Linked DNA regions of Gossypium hirsutum: region 2 is linked to region 1. The links are chromatin contacts, called in public Hi-C maps. All regions are on one chromosome and are shown on one strand. Each heading gives the region's core, a stretch centred on a gene start, on an enhancer-like site or on the middle of the called end of the contact. The rest is flanking DNA. Distances are from core to core; before and after follow the strand shown.

The links. Hi-C and Micro-C count contacts between places; a contact is called where the count stands out from the background.
Region 2: a Hi-C map of leaf shows a contact between it and region 1, with 1.6 times the contacts expected there. The contact joins the promoter of LOC107939434 here to the promoter of LOC107946184 in region 1. A contact is called at or near these places in 2 of 34 Hi-C or Micro-C datasets (callus and leaf).

Annotation. Positions count from the first base shown.
Region 1 is chrA12:88,230,598-88,233,209 of Gossypium_hirsutum_v2.1, forward strand. LOC107946184 (fasciclin-like arabinogalactan protein 9) reads left to right here and starts at 1,331. Exons shown (of 1, transcript NM_001327504.2): 1 at 1,331-2,509. The coding sequence starts at 1,574. The coding sequence ends at 2,308.
Region 2 is chrA12:88,512,719-88,515,330 of Gossypium_hirsutum_v2.1, forward strand. It overlaps LOC107939434 (putative pentatricopeptide repeat-containing protein At5g13230, mitochondrial), which reads right to left and starts at 1,290. Exons shown (of 3, transcript XR_005906260.1): 1 at 1-1,290. It overlaps LOC121211626 (small nucleolar RNA SNORD36), which reads left to right and starts at 700; the gene lies at 700-780.

The DNA of each region.
Region 1 (2,612 bases), core at 81-2,580:
GTGTTTGAAGGAAGAAGAGTCCCAAACAAACACTTGTTTGCGACTTCTAATTGAAATTGTATAATCAATTATAGTTTTAAGAAGAGCTAGTTTCTTACCTATTAATTTTATATATTAAATATAAATAAAATATAAATCAATACTATAGCATGGAGCTTGGTGGTTGAGGGTAAAAGTATAAAGAATATTAGATATAATTAATAATTTATCATTTAAAATTATACAACTTTCTTTTTGTTTTCCTTTATTTTCTTGTGAGTAGTTAAGAAAATTTTATGTTGGCCATACCTTCATTTTCTTATCAGTACGTAGTTAAGACGATGAATTTTTTTTTATCATTTAACATTTTTCTTTAAATTTTAAAATGTGTTTTAAAATATTTTCTTTTCGAAATTCTATTTTTTTTAAATTTAGAATTCTGTGTTTTATTTATTTATTTTAGAACATATTTTTATAATTTTTTTTAAAAAATTATGTCGGAAAATATAAAAAAAATAATGTTACGTAAACAAGGTAAGACTGATGATTAATTTACTTCAAATAAAAGAAGAAGGGTCAATATGAATAAAAATGTAAAAGTTAATGGATAAAACATCAAAATATTATTCTTTTACATGCAAAGTAATTTACCCATTTTTGGATAAAAAGACTACAATATAATGAAAGATATAGTGAATAGAATGCACGATAATTGTAGACTGCAATGATAGTAAATAAACATCCTTTCTTTGGACATATGAGCATGGAATATTGTGTACCTGTATTTAAGGAATATCCTAATCCCACGAGCCATGTTCTGGTGCCCAGACAGGCTGCCAGATGCTTCTTCCAAAAACCATTCAAATCAAACATCGACTACCAAACTGTCAGGCAAGCCCGACATGTATTGAAATTCAACCTCATTTCATATTGATCGTCTCATTCCTAAACATTAGCTATTCTCTGGGTTTGGTTTGGTCTATTTCTAGTCTAGGTTTTCATTTCAGCTTTAAATTAATTATCCCAAAATGACTCCTAGAATCTAGGTGCAAAAATAAGTGCTCGACTCATATGAAATGAAAACGCTGTCGCTCGCATACTAGCGCTACTAAATGACCAATTATTGCTTTGGACGAATGCAGCATGTGATTTGCCCTGCCAACACAATATTCTTCCATTTCCAGTGGTGGCCAACCGGATTGATTAGCTTAAGTGTCAATTGGTCCACTTCTGATTTCCTACCCATTTAATATTTGTTGCCAATGTTAAAAGAGTAAGGGATGAGGATAGCCATTAACCACCATCCGCTCTTTAAATAATACCTAAAATAGGCAACCACCCTGCCTGCTTCATCTATCAAAATTTCACAAAGTAAATAAAAAACAAACCCAAATTAAGGAATTCTTTTTTCTTTAAAACTCGTTTCATAATCCCATTATTGCTATGTTGCTGTATCAAAGAGGATTGTCTTGTTCAAGACTCTAGAGTGTAGCCAGCTCATTACAGCAAACTCCCACTCCCTACATCTTATCCCTTAAAATCCCCCCACTGGCTCTCTCCTTCACATATTCCTTTCCAACACAAACCTAAAGACATGGCTTCATCATCTCCTCTTTCTCCCATTCTCCTCTCTCTGTTTCTAGTATTCATTTGTGGGGTGTCAGCTCAAACGGCTCCCGCCCCTGCCCCCTCTGGCCCCTTGAATTTCACTGGAATCCTTGACAAAAATGGCCAATACACCTACTTCCTTCAGCTTTTGGCACAGACTCAAGTTGGGAGCCAAGTACAAACTCAACTCAAAACCACCACTGAAGGCTTTACCGTCTTTGCTCCCACAGATAATGCCTTCAACAACCTCAAACCTGGTACCGTCAATAACCTGGACCCACAACAGAAAGTACAACTAGTTCTATACCACGTTATTCCCAAATACTACTCCTTGAACGATCTCCAATTTGTTAGCAACCCCGTTAGAACCCAAGCTGGTGAGGATTTCGGCCTCAACGTAACTGGCCTGAACAACCAGGTTAACGTCTCAAGCGGGGTTGTCGAGACTCAGATTAACAACGCATTATATCAAAAGAAACCTCTGGCAATTTATCAAGCGGACAAGGTGTTGTTGCCTGAGGAGTTTTTTGAAGCTAAATCCCCAGCGGCTGCACCTTCACCGGCGACAAAGAAATCATCAACAGGGTCTAAATCGAACTCAAGAGCATCAGCAACCGCAGATGAGCCAGCTTCTGCTGATAATTCAGGATCAACCGGAAGGAATATGGGGTTGGGATTCGTTGTTGGGCTTGCATTGGCTTGCATTGGATTTCTCTCATGAGCGGATATATATGAAGTTTGTCTGCATTTTTTACTATAAATTTTCGTTTTTCAAATGGATCGATAAGGGTCTGATTGGTCGTTGAACATATTCTTGTTATCCACATTATTTGTATTTCCAGAATTTTTTTGTTGATTTTGCTTCTGCGCGCTGCTTGATGTTAATAATAATATATGTGAGTTTCTGAAAATGCTTTAATCTCCCCATCTCTCTTTTCCTACCAAATAGATCCCAGTTTAATATTGAGCATTAATCCTATAAAAATATAGGGAAGGATGTAATTATATATAAAGAAATGAAGTGT
Region 2 (2,612 bases), core at 40-2,539, 280 kb after region 1:
ATAAGTCTAAGCAGTTACCCCTTTTTAGGATCTTACAGTGAAGACCCATAGCTGAAATGGGGTCATCGTTTTGGACACAACGTTGAAGCAAGGCACCATACATGTGAGAATCGAAATGTGAAGACGGTCTGTTTATGGAACTCGGGTTTTGCTGGGTCTGGTTTGCTGCTTGGGCTGAGAATCCACATAATGAAGAGCAAACAAAAGAGTTAATCTTTTGGTGCACAGCAGAAATATTAGACGGCCGCGGTGCTCTAGTGGTTAACAATCTGATCATGCAAGCGCCACTGCTCTGAAAGCAATGAGGAAGAAAGCGAAACGAGAAGAAAGAAGCAAATATACGAATGTAATGTTATAATTTATAAACCTACGAGATTTCAAGGAAAAAGAAACAGAGTTGTTGAATCAAATATGTGCATCTGACACTCGCACTCAAAAACAAAACAAGTCTATTACTACTATACTGCAGGCATGGTGGGTGAACCGGTGCGTTTCAAATTCAAAACATAAATGTTGTTGAAACGGCACCGAGCTAAAACGACGTCACTTTAATCTTTCCGTGGCAAATGGCAATTAGGGTTTCCAAGGCCCATTGTGCACTATATATACGGTGCTAATGGCGCTGCTGTTCTTCAACTTCAACTGTTGCTCTTTCTTTCTTTTTTGCTTTGTGCTTGGTGGATGGAGAACTAGAGATCTGAGCAAATGATGAATATGTTTATTATGTGCTGATACCCATCTGTGAGGCTTCATAATCGAGCTTTTTAAAACTGATGCTCAGATATCTCTTGGCCTCTCCTATCTCAATTCAACAAATCTAATCTGTTTTTAGCTTTGAAAATGATCTCAAATTTCGGTAAAAATAGAAATATTGTTGAAATCGTTCGGATTTGTTTTAAGTCTTGATGCGTAAGGTACCAAGTATTTGGTTTTTTTTCTTTGATTTTGGAATATAAAATGGAAAAGGAGTTTGTTTTTCATGTACTCAAAAAATTTAAATTTAATTCATGAATGGGATTGTTGCATCTCCAGACGCCATTGAAGTCGGATTTCCACTATTAATTCAACCAGTTTGTTCAAGAAAAGAAAAGCTTGTTGGTATAAATTCATATATTTTTAAACCCTAATAGAATCAATACAAATTTCTGATTTCTTATATTTTTATATTATAAAATAGCTATCAAAACTGTTTGTATATTCTTTTTTTTTAATTATTTTTATTTAACAAATGTAATTTTTAAAATTAAAAAAATAAAATGAAAAGTAGATTCTTTTCTTTTGGTACTTTACAAATTAGAGTTGAAGATTGTTGAACCTGACTGCTTAGTGACATGTCAAACAATGGACGTAATTATCACATAAAAAAGTAAATATATTAACATTAAGGTTTAAATATTTTTTGGATCTGAATTCTACAATTGGTTTAATCTTTTTCTTAATTTAAAATTAGCAATTATTCTTATATTACAGTTTTGATTTTTTTTAAGTTAATTCCTAATACTTTTTTCTGAAAATACTAGAGTTTAGTCTCAATATAAATATAATTTAAAGTTAAAGAATTAACTTAGGTTAAAAAAAAAACTCATACAGTTGCTTAGATTTTATTTTAACTTGAAAATAAAAAAATTTTAAACGAAAATAATTGTTAAATTCAAGTTTTAATAATTTTAAAAAAATTTAAAAATATTAGCCGAAATGGATTGGAATACACCCAAACTCCATTGAGATTCCATGTGTTGCGGATGGAGATGTTCTCGAACAACAATGGGAAGAGTGTCCATACTCAAGTGCAAGTAATGCCCAAATTCGTAGATGAAAGAGGCGACAAATGATGTTATTGCCAATGAAGATAGAGAAATGATATTACCTTGGCGCGTGCAGCCTGAGTTGAGGAACTAAAGGGACACTAAGAGGACTTTATGGTGGCTTCTACACTCCTTTTGGTCCTATAGGTATGTAACTCTAGGGTTAGTTCAAGATGGATCTAAGGAAAACTTGAAGGGCCAACAAGCTGCACGTCAAAGGGGCTACAAAGGAACTTTGTAGGGCTTGCAGGCTCCTTGGACTCTTTGAAGGGAAGTTGTCATGAATATTCAGGATATTGTTTAAAGGACTTAAAGTGGCAAGAAACCTTAGGAATGCAAGGGGTCTGTGTGGATGGTCAACACGGACTCTGCGAACTCCTATAATGTCATTACCCAAGGTTTTGTTGGTAGAGGGAAACCCTAAAAGGATGACTGAAGCTTGCAAGTCCTAAGCCTAAGGTTAACCCAAAACTCTAAAGAACATCATTAGTCACTACAATTTGGAGGGAACAATTTCCCTCATTTTTTCACGTTATCTAGTTTTGAAATTTTTATTTACTTTCATTTTAATTTTTAAAATTCTTTTACAAATAATTTCAAATTTTATCATTTTATATATAATTAGGATCAAATTGATAAAAAATATAAAAAAATTGAGGCCTAAAATTACAATTATATCAATTAAAAGGTGTCACTTAATAGATAGCGACAAAAATCAATTTGTAACTTTTTTAATTAAATGGCCAAAATAAAAATTTACTCATAATTTAGTGGTTAATGTTGTAATTTATCTTAAATTTATATATA